Linked DNA regions of Gossypium hirsutum: region 2 is linked to region 1. Evidence: chromatin contacts called from public Hi-C data. All regions are on one chromosome and are shown on one strand. The core of a region is the stretch at or near the end of the contact, and the rest is flanking DNA. Distances in the headings are between cores, read along the strand shown. Region 1 has its middle 12 kb from the start of LOC107951681. Region 2 has its middle 25 kb from the start of LOC107952318.

The links. A called contact is a pair of places that touch in the nucleus more often than the background predicts.
Region 2: a contact with region 1 is called in a Hi-C map of leaf, with 2.1 times the contacts expected there. The contact joins two enhancer-like sites. A contact is called at or near these places in 7 of 34 Hi-C or Micro-C datasets (callus, cotyledon and leaf).

Annotation. Positions count from the first base shown.
Region 1 is chrA02:98,979,531-98,986,538 of Gossypium_hirsutum_v2.1, forward strand. No RefSeq gene overlaps it. Among protein-coding and RNA genes, the nearest start is that of LOC107951681, 12 kb to the left of the region's middle. Within about 2 kb of position 2,486, at least 2 of the 9 cell types and tissues checked have an H3K27ac peak or open chromatin away from gene starts, as enhancers often do. A contact at or near this core is called in leaf, where this site is marked.
Region 2 is chrA02:99,022,515-99,029,522 of Gossypium_hirsutum_v2.1, forward strand. No RefSeq gene overlaps it. Among protein-coding and RNA genes, the nearest start is that of LOC107952318, 25 kb to the right of the region's middle. Within about 2 kb of position 2,572, at least 3 of the 9 cell types and tissues checked have an H3K27ac peak or open chromatin away from gene starts, as enhancers often do. A contact at or near this core is called in leaf, where this site is marked.

The DNA of each region.
Region 1 (7,008 bases), core at 1,236-3,735:
TTCTTGTTTCTTCCTCCGATTATTATCAGCATTTTTTTCTTGTCTCCCACGAACAATGAGACCCTCTCCCTGAGAGTCGATCCAACTACAAGATGTTTCATCTTGTCATATGAGGTTAATGAAGTATAGACTTAATCAACTATGAGAGATTCGCGGCTATACAAAATCGTCTCTCTAAAGGTTGAATAAGACGGGGACAACGAACAAAGTAGAATTAACCTTAAATCTTTTTTATCATACTGAACCTCCAGGGCCTCTAGGTTTGAGAGAATTTCTTTAAACACAGTTAAGTGTTTGTGCACTGATGCACCTTCTTCTAAACAATGAGCATAAAGACACTGTTTCATATGCAACTTGCTAGTTAGAGTTTTCGACATGCATAGCTGCTGCAGCTTTACCCATAATGCAGTGGCGGTCTTCTCTTTCATCATGTCCTATAGAATTTCATTCGACAAATGCAGATGTAATTGTGTTAAAGCCTTTCGATCTTTACGCTTCTTCTCTTCCTTCGTCAATGTCAAAGACATCTTATCTATCCCTAGTAGGGCATTCTCTAAATCCATTTGCACAAGAACTCACTGTATCTTTATCTACCACAACGTGAACCTGGTGTTGCAATCCAACGACAAAATATCATATTTCAATGTCGCCATTACCATGATTAAGACAAGCAACTTGAAAAGCTCTTGATACTAGTTTGTAGAAACTAGCGTCGATAATGGCAATATATAAACGATCGCAAAGCAAAAAAGAAATAAAAATAAGAACACATAGATTTTACGTGGGGGCAAAAGAGAAGAAAATTCACTAATGTTGAAATTCTAATGATACAAGAGGAGTTTAGACTGCATCTATTTATAGGTTGAAAGACCTTATTCTAATTAATGCAAAATAAAAGAAGTATAGTTCTATATAAATTTTTATTTTATTTTATTTTACCACTGTATTTTATTTTAACAAGGATTCAAGTCACTCAACTCTAACAATGGCTATAATCAGTTCAATTTTTTTTACAATATATGTAAAGAATTAACCAGTGTATGCAACAAACAAGGTGAAGAAACTAAAATCGAGAGGATCGACACACAAATACATAGAAAAACTTCTCAAATGAGGATAAAAACCATGAGTAAAAGGAGATTTCACTATAATAAAATAAAAGCACAAGAGATGGAGAGAATTAAAGCAAAACCCGAAACCTAAAAGAAAAACCCTTCAAATCAAATAATAGAATTCTCTCAATCTAAAATAAATCTGTTATATCTAATCTAGAGTAAATATGGCTATTTATAGGCTAAAATTCGTAGTACAGTAGGACTAGAATACCTCTAGATTAATCACAGTTTAAATAGGAGACTGGAACAAAGTTTAACCGGGATAAGAAAAGTCGAAAAGTTGAATTGCACGTCGCTTCGTCGAGACGCTGCTTCTCTGCTTGTCAAGACGTCAAGATAGTTGCGTTATCAAGGCGAGCCTTTGTTTCTTGTCAAGACAAGACCACTATTTGGGTTGAATAAAGGCATTCTCCCCCAATATATATATTATATTATAGATATTATGTATATATTTTTTTAAAGATGTAATTAAATTCTATTACCCTGAATATAATTAATATCCTAATATTCATATTTTTTAATTATCATATGATGTTCAATAACACATTTACATATATAAGTAAGACACATGTACTTAAAAATTTACCCGATTCGGCTTAAAAAAGTCAACTTCATCTTAGTCATTGCTGAATTGAGCATCTTGACCTATTGAATGAGTCCAATTTGAATATCTTAATACTTGATTAAATTAAATTATTTTTATTAAGTAAATAAGTTCTTAATTAATTAAAATTTAATAGCTTTAATGGGTTAAAATACTATGTAAGCTCTTGTATAATGAATCATATTGCATTTTGCTCACTCTACTCATAAAATAGACAAATTAATCTCCATATGTTATATAAAAAAGAAAGTTTTTATGAAAAAAATCACTTAATTAAGCCCCAAGTAAAATAAAATAAAATAAAATAAACTTTTTCGTCAAATGAGAACCGTACTTATTAATGTGGAAATAAATATTAAAAATATAAAATTATAAAAAAGATATTCGAATTGGGTTCACTCTACAAATCCAATTGAACTTATTCCTTTTTAAACCAAAACCAAGCAGGCATTCGTATCTCATTTATAACTTTAAACAAAATCCAACTTATTTAATATTCCATACTAAAATGATTGTTCACTTCTTTACCTGTACTACATAACAATCAATCCGAGTAGACCCTACATAACAAATTGTACCATAAAACTTGCATGCAAATTAAAGTTGTGATGGAATATTGTAAACCTTAATGGTTTTAACAGGGCACAGTTGATGGTAAGGACAAAGAGGGGGCGGTCTGTGACTGAAGAAGAGCCATCCACCACTCGATTGCTGTGTGGTAATGTGAACACCAACACCATGCACATGACGGGCCATCCTGCTTTCTGGCCTATCAAAGTACATCTCTCCTCCTAAGGCTAAGGTACATGTTTGCCCCTCCACCCCAGGCCCACCCCGCTCTCTGCTTTTTATGATTTAACTCTTGATTAATCTGATTATTTGAATCTAAGTTATAATTTATTGGTTGGGTATTTTTTTTAAAAGATTATTCAGATTTGAATCGTAAAAATATTGTTTGTTGTAATATGTATTGGTAATAATTTACCTATATTTGATTTATACAAGTAAGATTTAAATGTGTGCCATCTTTTTTAAACTTAGGTTTCGTTTGTTTGTATGTAAAAAGTTTTACGGAAAATATTTTCTGCATTTTTTTATATTTGTTTCACATAAAATAGTTTCGTCAACGAAAAATAACTTACAGGTCAAGGTAAAATTTTTTATCTTTATATAAAAATTAAATTAAATTAAGCTTAATATTATTATATTGATAATAAATTTTATTTTTAATTTTAAAAATATTTAAAATATTATATTTTTTAATATTATTAAGCATACATATTTAATTATTTTTATTTATTCATATAATAAATTATTAATATAATAAATATAATATATTATTTTAATAAACTATTAATATTTCAATTTTATTTTAATAATAAATTAATAATTTAAAATAATTATATTCACATATTATTGAAAATATTCAATATTAATATTTTAATAATAAATATTTATTACAATTATAAATATATTAATAATAAATGTTTTGTAGTATAAATGTTAAAATATGTCATAAGTTTATGTACATTTCACAGATTTGTAATTTAGTCATTGTGCTTTTATTTTCAAGAATTTAGCCTCTTTACTTTTCAAATTTGAAATTCAAGTCCAATTATTAACATCGTTAATTTTTTTGGCCAATTTTGTTGATCTCACATTTTTAAATAAAAAATTCTCATTTAGTAGTCATGTAATTAAAAAATGACGTTGTAATAAATTTGAATTTAACATAATATTTTTTATATATGCAAAAACAATATAAAATATAAAAGTATAGATAAAAATAAATTCAATTAAACAATAAAAAAATAAAAAAAATCTTAAAATATGTTTGTTTAATTGAAAACAACTTTTATGAAATATTTTTAACAAATCTACCAAATAACAGAAAATATTTTACACAAATTCATTAAAATACCAGAAAATATTAATTTTTTAAAAATTATTTTTCAGAAATTATTGTAATATCTTTTAAAAATTTTGCATGTTTACAAAATTTGGATTCTACCCATCAAAATTTTTATCCAATTCTTGAGGCAAAGAAACTGATGGACCCTAGTAATTAATTCATTCAACTTTAGCTTTCACTTCATCTGATTTCTCCTTTCATTCCTCTTTTGAAATCATTGTAAGGGTAGACATTAATTTCATAGTGGTCCATAGGTGAAAAGTTGTCGCTTTCGTTTTGGTAATATATAAAAAGCCCCCACTTTGCATAAAAAAACGTGAGTATAGTCACATGAACGGTTTTGCTTTTCTATTATTGTAACTTTTTTTTCCTATTCCGGACAATGTATAGTGCATGCATTTCTGTTTATATTCATATTCATATATTTTTTACCCCAATTGATATATATGTATATGTATATTATATTCTTTCTTCAACTTATTTGTTTGTTTCCTGCTCTAGACCTTTCTTTCTTGGTTTAGAGCAGCAGTGAAAACTGCTTCAAGTTATATGTGTATATATATAATATACTAAAATATTTATAAAGTTAAATATGCTCATATTTCATATTCATTAGCATCACACCTCATATCTTTTAAGTTAACATCACCAGAAACCTAGAAACTTCTACTAAAAACTTCATAATATGATGATACCTATGCTCATATTTCATATTCATTAGCATCACACCTCATACCTTTTAAGTTAACATCACCAGAAACCTAGAAACTTCTAATAAAAACTTCATAATATGATGATACCTACTAGTTACAGTGATACCAATTAATTAATCATTATCAACTCCTTACTCAACTATGGAGACTACCCATTGTTAAGCACAATGTTCAATATGCTTCTTAATAAAGTCTATGCATCACAGGACCTAACAATTCCTTTAACTTTTGGGTTCGGAGAATGATTATTATCTAGTAAAATTTCAAATGATGGAGGATTATACCAAAGTACTATATATAGGTCATTGGGTAGTTTTGAGTCAATACTTGATTGTGTAGTTGTAGTCATCATATTTTTCTACAAATCAACCTTACCCAACCAATGTCATTGAGTGGGTGAGATTATTGGGCCTCTCAGGCTTGATGTATAAGAGAAGTACTTTACGAGCAATTGGAGCTTTAATAAGAGAGGTGGTGAAAATTGATTACAATATTAATTGTGGTGTGAAGAGGTTTGCTAGACTTGTTAGAGTTGTGTGACCTAAATTCTAAGAGATTGTTTGCAAGTCAAGTTAAACAAAATCTAAGAGATTGCTTGCAAGTCAAGTTAAACAAAATCTAAGAGATTGCTTGCAAGTCAAGTTAAACAAAATATATTTTCTTCTCATCTATTTATAGTTTTTTTGGTTGCTTATCTCAATCACAGTAATGACATCATTGAAGTATGAAATTCCGTTGTTGGATCACAACACCAGATTCGTATTATGGAAGATAAAGATGCAGACAGTTATTGCGCAAATGAATTTGGAGGATGCCCTGCTAGGGATAGATAAGATACCTTCGAAGTTGACGTAGGAAGAAAAGAAGTGTAAAGATCGAAAAGACTTAACGCAATTACATTTGCATTTGTCTAACAAAATTCTGCAGGATGTGATGAAGGAGAAAACCGTCGTTACATTATGGGTGAACCTGCAGCAGCTATGCATGTTGAAAACCCTAATTAGTAAGTTACATATGAAGTAATTTCTTTATACTCATCGTTTGGAGGAAGGTGTGTCTGTGCACGAACACTTAACTGTGTTTAAAGAAATTCTTTTGAACCTGGAGGCCATGGAGGTTCAATATGATAAAGAAGATTTAGGGTTGATTCTACTTTGCTTGTTGCCCCGTTTTATTCAACCTTTAGAGACACGATTTTGTATAGCCACAAATCTCTCACAGTTGACGAAATCTATGCTTTTTTGACCTTGTATGACAAGATGAAACATCTTGTGGTTGGATCCGACTCTCAATTAAAGGGTCTCATTGTTCGTAGGAGACAAGAACAAAAAACTGATGATGATTATGGAAGGACATAGGAATGAAATCCTCGTAGTAAATCTAAGGGTAGGTTAAGATCTTCAAAAAGAGGTAAAAACTATAACTTCTGCAAGAAGAAATGGCACATTAAATCTGAATGCTATAAGTTGCAGAAGAAGATCAAAAGGGAGGCTGCGAATCAAAAGGAAAAACAACCAGAAAAATCTGGTGAAGCTAATGTTGTAGAAGACTACAGCGATGGTGAACTCCTAGTTGCTTTTGCCAATAATTTTAAAGTGAGCGAGGAAAGAATTCTTGATTATGGCTGCACTTTTCATATGAGTGCCAATCGAAATTGGTTTACAACTTATGAAACATTGTCTGAAGGTGTTGTTTTGATGAGAAATAATGTTTCATGTAAAATCACAGGTGTTGGCACAATCAAAATCAAGATGTTCGATGAAGTCGTTAGAACACTAGTAGCGTCTAACATGTACCAGAATTGAAGAGGAATTTGATTTCATTGAGTACTCTTGATTCAAAAGATAGTAGAAAGTGGGGTTCTGAATATTAGCAAGGGTTCCCTTGTTGTGATGAAAAGGCATAGAAAAACTACCAAGTTATATGTTTTGCAGGGTTCTATTGTTACTGGTGATGTAGTTGTCACTTCATTTTCCTTGTCAGATGATGATGTTACTAGAATTTGACATAAGTGTCTAGGGCATATGAGTGAGAACGACATGGAAAAATTAAGCAAAAGAGAACTTCTTGATGGGCAAGGAATTTGCAAACTGAAGTTCAGTGAGCATTGTATTTTTGAAAAGCAAAAGAGAGTTCAATTCACCAGAGGAATCCATAACATGAAGGGAACTTTTGATTATATTCATTCTAATCTTTGGGGACCATTCATAGAGTCTTCGAGAGATTGAGCTAATTATATGTTAACACTTATTGATAATTTTTTTAGAAAAATTTGGGTGTTCTTCCTGAAGTAGAAAAGTGATGTGTTTTCTGCATTCAAGTCTTGAAAAACTATGGTTGAGAAATAGACAGGAAAATAGATAAAACACCTCTACACAGATAATGGCTTGGAGTTTTGTTTTGATAAGTTTAACGAATTGTGCAAATTAGAAGGGATCGTGAGACACTTGACAGTTCGTCATACTCTACAGCAAAACAGCGTTGCAGAACAAATGAACAAAACAATTATGAAGAAGGTTCAGTGTACATTGTCAAATTCTGATTTAACGAATTCGTTTTGGGTTGAAGTAACCTCTACTGCATGTTTTTTGATCAACCAATATCCATCTATTGCCATTGAGAAAAAGACTCCACAAGAGGTATGGTATGGTAATCTTGCTGATT
Region 2 (7,008 bases), core at 1,322-3,821, 43 kb after region 1:
AAAAAACTAATTTATCTAATTAAATTAATTAAAAAAATAATATTTATTTTGAAAATAAAAAACATGTATTGGGTTGAATTAAATTATAAAGTATTGGGCTAAAAATTCAAGAACCAAATATAATTAAATCCAATACATGAGAGGCACAAATCCCCTCATCATAAGAGAGAAGTGTGGCATACCTAGTATTATTTACTAGGGTGTTCTACCCACTCTATTCTACTTAGAGTAGAATATTATTTTCTATTAAATAAATATTACTTGTATTTTTATTAATTCAACCAAGATTTTTCTATCTCTCCTTATAAATAAATGGTACTAGTAGAACTATTTTCATATGTTTAACATAAGTTTCAAATATTATTATTCTGCTAGAAAGTAGTGAGAATTAATTTCCTACTAAAAGTAATAAATTGTTTTTGATTTTGTATTTGGTTTATGATTTTTCGGGTAAACACTCGAAGCAATTCGTGGTACAAGAATAGTAAAAAGGGTCGCTCAGTTAAAAGCCGAGAACGTCTAGGATTCGTCTCTCACAAAGCACAAGTATTTTTTGAGAAAAAGTTTATTACTATAAATATCACAAACTAACTCAGTTTTCAAAATTTTAATTTTCTGCTATGATAGAAAACTATTTTCTAAACTGAATTTTTTAAACACTTTAAAGGTTGCATCTAAGCTCAATAAGTCTGGCACTAATTGATTAAAAGTTATGATGGGTTCAATCATAATGATGCCTGGTTAATAATTAAAACCCAAACAACCTTTTATTCATGTAAAGATTATTCTGAAAACTCCTTTTTTAAGAGTTTCTCCTCCAATGCTTTCCATAATGTATATGTTGAGGTTTCTTTCTTGAATCTATACTTCTGCTCTCTAGAAAGATAAGATCAAATCGTACCACATGTCAAGCGATTGATGGTATTCCATTCTTTCTCCTCCATAGTTTCGAGTTTTTCTTCTTCAATGGTGTTGTTTAAACTCTACTGAAACAAAGCATCTAGTACCTTATTTTGCCACATGTTGAAATGCTTGGTTCCATCTAACAACTTGATATTGGAATAGGTAAGTTCTCGAGACAGAGAGATAGGTCAAAAGACACTCTTAATTGTCAAGTCTTTCTTAGTCAGAACTTTTCCTAAACACGTGCGTTTACATAGCAACACTTCTATCTAGCAACAAAGCCATTAAGGATTATCTTCAATAATGAAAATTTCTTTTCTATACGTGAAAGATCGGATAATTGCAACATAAAACATACTAAGAAAATTAAAACTTATTCTTTGAGGCTTTGATACCAATTGTTGGGAGATACCGAGTTATATCCCAGACAACTATAACTTTAATACTGAACACCAATATCAAATTAGAAATACTCAAATGTGACTAATTTTCAAATTTACTTGACAAATAACTATTGAATATTAAAAAGTGATAAAAAAATCAATTGATGCAAATGAAATAACTAAAGGTGAGAAACATAAAATTTATGAGGTTCAACAAATTACTTATTTCCCAGGAACCATAATTAGATGATAATTTCACCATCTTAAAAAATGTACAAACTAATGGAAACATTAATTAAAGGTTTCCCAAAATATAATGAGAAGAGAGAACAAATTTAGAATGGTTCATAAGTGAAGGCCTAAAGCCTTCACATATACTAGGGTTATAGTGGATATTTTGATTTTTTTCATTATGGGATTTAACAAAACAAAAGTGATGTGCGTTTCATGAACTAGAAAGATCATTTGAACATTTGAAGAATAGAAGAAAAGAGTTTGTTGTATCATTGGTGAAGAGAATAGCTGATGAAGATACTGATCGAATAGTAAAGTAGTACATGGATGGAAAGGAACCAAAAGGTTGAGTTTAAGAACCTCCATCCCCATTTTGGTTTATACTGAATAAGGATGATTGTCTCTGACTCCATTTATATTCTTTTTAAGCATGTACAAAAAGTTAAGAGTTGTAGCTCAATTCTACTCTCGTAGATCTTTTGTAATTATCGTTTTTTTTAGTGTGATACTATAACTTATAATAATTTTTTATACGAAATGAAATATTTTCTTTTTTTAAAAAAATAATCAGTTTGAATTTGAAATTAAATATAAATTTCTTATTCAAATATAAAAATCTAATTTATTCATTTGTGGTATGTAATAACTATAACTTAAGAAGTAGAAACTTCTTCAAAATACTTGAAGAATCCTATATGTGTTTCAATCAATCAAATTCTAGTTGGAAAAGTATAAAACTATGGAAAACTGGAAGATTTGAGAATACAGTAAATACAGCACGAGCTGATAAGGAAAGGTGTGGTCTTTTTCCATAAAACATTGTACATAGAGGTAGCAAAAGTAAATTGAAGCATGTGACTTTAGTAAGAAAATTTGGTGGTTGGTACATATTCACTTTAACAAAATTTCTGGACCCCATTCAATTTATGTGTATAAATTAATTAAAAGAAAAAGTTTTTTTGTTTTTACTTTAAATGACAATGGTCGCACAAAATAGAAGATTACAAGTGGTATACGTTTCCACATGGGATGGGAAGAGGTTGTCGCACTGTACACTCCCAAAGGTTGCTATCGAACATCAAAGAAGGATCCAGATGGGGTCGCCTTGCCTGCCCCCACATTTCCACTCCCGCTATTGCTTTGCTTTTGCTGTAACTTGGAAAGTAACATGGATTCTAGTTGACTCCAATTATATACTTATATCAAAGATGATAGGACACATTTAAATATGCTTACAATTGCTTATTGTTCATATTTTAATATTTAATAATGCTTATAACTAAACGTTGCATATTATGGTTAAAAATTAAAATGTTTTAATTGAGTTTTTAAATTATCATTATGTTAATTAAGTTTTTGGTTAGAATTATTTATATTAATATTTAAACATTTAATTAAATTAGTATCATGGGTCAACTAATCATCAGCCCGTTTAATGAGCTTATAAAAATATCTTTCTATGTATAAAATAATTTATATTAGGATAAGCTATACCCAATGTCATTGAGCTATTAATAAGTTTACGTTTCAGTCACTCAATTTTAAAAAGTTACAAAATGGTCATTGAATTATTTAAAAGTTTTCATTTAAGTCACTGAACTATTCAAAAGTTTTTATTTAAGTCATTAGGCTATTAATTTTTTTTCTTAAAAACCTGGGTAGCAAGATCCAAGAGATGACTCAACACTCAGTCTAGTGGATTAGTACCCATCAATGAATAGAAGAACATACATTAGATTCAAGTCGATCTAACAGTTAATGGTAGAGAATAGAGAAGAAAATTATTTTGGTTGTGATTCATAGATTCGTAATGTGCAAAGATGTTTTATGAAAAAAAAATTGGGCTGTAGAAGAGATAAGGAAAGAAAGCTTTTGATTGTTGTAGGCAGTGCGAACAAAGAAAGTCGTACAATAACGATTTTAACAACTCAGTGACTTAAATGAATACTTTTGAATAGTTCAATGACCATTTTGTAACTTTTTGAAGTTGAGTAACCATAATATAAACTTATTAATAATTTTATGACTTTGGGTATAGTTTATCCTTTATATCACTACTCGTGTAGTTTTGTCTTCTTATATAGTTAACAAGACCAATATATATATATATATTTGTTGCATGTGATGAGATTTGAGTCTTTGCCACTAGTATTTATAAAATCTTTTCTTTACTACTTCAACCAAAGGTTTATTTTAATAATTTTATACATTTCAATATTATTATACAAATTGTTTTACCCACATTGTTTGTATACATTGATAATATCGTAGATTGAGTTGATGTTACAAGTCAACTCAATACTAACTCAAGAAAAAATTACAATACCATGATAAACAATTTAAGTACATTTAATATTCTTAATATGATGTATTTACCAATTTAAATTTTATTTACTCACAATTTAAACTAATTTTTTTATTTTACTTTTGTAAATATTGCATGTGTTGTTGTTACTATTATTTTCAAACCTTACGTTCCATTATTTATTTTATGTTATTTTCACACGTTTATGCATGTGATAGAATTTTTAGTATTAATTAGGTCGTATTAGCCTAGTTATCGATTTGGACGTTAAGGCTTTACTTGGTAGAGTGAAAAGAAAATTGGAAGGAAAGAAAATTAAAAGGGTAGAAAACTAAAAGGATAAAAAATATAAATTTTCTTTCCATAGATGTACTTGGTAGGAAACATGGGAAAATAGAAAGAAAGAAGAAAAAAAGTATTTTTCTTCCCTTCCATTGCTTGGTAGAGTTGAAAAAATTAAAAGGAAAAAAAATAAAATATTTAAAAAATGTATTATTTTGAACTAATATACACATTTTTCTTATTATCTCTCCTCTCATCATCTCAATTTGGAAGGATTAGTTTTTATGGATTAGGGTGAAAAATGATCTCTCCTATTTTCCTTCCCCTCATTTTTCTTTCTTACCAAGCACACTCAACTTATATTTCTTTTCACTTTTTCACTCCCTCCTCTCATCCCTCCACTTTTCCACCTAAATGTCAACTTAAATATTATTTTAAAGCACATAGATTAAAACTTAAACATGTTTATGCGTACTACATGAGCAACTTGAATTTGAAGTGTTTAAAAAAATGTGCCATTAAAATTTACGAGGGCTATTATTATTTTTAACAAGTCTAATCCAAATGGCTTATGTGGTAGGTTTACATGTGTTTAAAATTGATTTATGTCTTTAAATCAAATTTGAGTTAATATTTACCACCTTAGGTTAAAAGCTTAATTACTATGATATTGGTATTTGAAAGATTTAATTAAAATATTTTAAATTTTAAAAATCAATTTAAAAGCTGAATATAATTTGAAGAGGTTGGGTAGAATTAACCCTACTTAATGAACAAATAGGAATAGTTAAACACTTATCATGCTTAAAATTTGATATTCTAAATATAATTGGTTAAATGCTCAAAGTTCAACTATTTAAGAGTTGCTTACATAAGGGTCAAAACATTTTAAAATGTTTATATAAGGGCCTAACCTTTATAAAAATGTTCAAATAAAGATTTTTCACGCACTTCAATCCAATTTAAGTAAAAACTAAATAAATTCTAACTTATTTAGAATAAAATACATAATAGTGGAATTAGATATTGCTTGAAGATAAAAGAAAATAATAAAAACATAATTTGTGACTTGATATACGATATTTGAGAAACCCTTATTTGAGTAGTTTAAAAAATGTTTAGTTTTTATTTGAGCACTTTAAAAAAAAATTAGCCTTATTCGAGTACTTTGAAAAGTTTAACTTTCATTTAAACACTTTTGTAAAGGATAAGCCTTTATATTAGTATTTTGAAAGATTTAACCGTTACGTGAACAACCCTTGAAAGGTTAGGCTCAATTTGAGTATTTAACCAATATAATTTATATAAATTTACATGAATTTAGTGGAATATTGAGACAAAGACTCGTGATGATCACAAGAATATTTTATCAAGTTGAAACTAAAAAGGAAAAGAAAAAAAGATGAAATAGCATGTTGGTGAAGCAGTTTAGAAATTTCCTAGAATTTATCTCCTTTCTGTGCAATTTGTAAGCTTTTCTCACTGATTTATGGAGCCTAAATATTGCTTTGGAAAAGCACATTGATTTCTTGTTGGCCCATTTGGCTCCTTGTAAAAGAGTGGACTGGAGAAGCCCATACAATTTCTCAATTTTGCACCACAAAAAATTGGATGGATCCTTATGCTTAATTTGAGGCAAATACAAGTCATCAGAGAGAGCCTGCTTAAACCAAAGCCCAAGGCACAAAATTACAAGTTACAATTTTATTAGTATTTCCCCCCTAAATTAACTAGGGATTGGATATTGTAATTTTTTTAATTTGAATTTATAATTTTTTGATATATTCAATTTATATATTTTTATTATGTTTTTTTTTCTAAAAATTGCATCCATTTTAAAGAGTGGTATCTGTTAAATATTTGAATTTATTTCATTCAATAATTTTGAAAAATATAAAAATTAAAAATAATCAAATATGTAAGTTTATATACATTCAAATTCATTATCTGTATAAATAAAGTTATATGAATAATGAATTTGGATAGAGGAACATAAATCAATGTAAATTCAAATAATGAATAAATATCTAAAAACCTACTATAAAATATATTTTTTGAATTAAAATTATTTATATCAACAAATGTTGGGTATATTATATTTTCAAGGAGATATACAAATTTAAACATTAAAATAGCATTGTTAGGAGAAAAACTATAAACCCAAAAAATAATATAAAAAAACTACTACAAATACTAAATTAAATAATTAATTAGATATCACACACCTAATTTTTAAAAGGTAAACTCGAACCAAAACGGGGATTTACCAATGCAAATGAAGCCTTGTTGAATAAGATTTAGACATTTACAAATTTAAATAAAATATTATATAATCAATTGAGTTTTAACTTGATTGACATTGAGTCTAAAAAGATGTAGATTCAAATATGTTAAAACATATTAATAAAAAAAAAGAGAGTATATATAATAACAACTATTGTGAAATTAATGTTAAAAAAAGTATTATATAAAATTTTACAATTCATTGCTATTTTCAAAATTTTAAATTTAGCAGCTATAATTTGGGTTGCCCAATCTGGCCCGCTGTACTTTTTCAACGACAAAATTGTTAATAAAAAAGATTGAATTAAACAAACAAAAAGCATAATTTTTTTTATAGAATTGAAATAGCAAACAACCACTATTTAAATATCTAAATCTACATATATGTAAGCACGTGAAAATCAATTTAGATTGTAATCATGTGAAAAAACACAAGAAAAAGGCAAGATTTTCTCAACACAGTGCACGCTTTTAAATAAACCCTCAGTGCTCCTTGAAATCATACTCGAATAAAGTTAGTCTTAAATTGTAAAAATAGATGAAGGTGTTTTTTTTTTTTATATAAATAGATTGGCCTTTTTTGTTTTCTCATTGATCCAAAAACTAAACATTACAGAT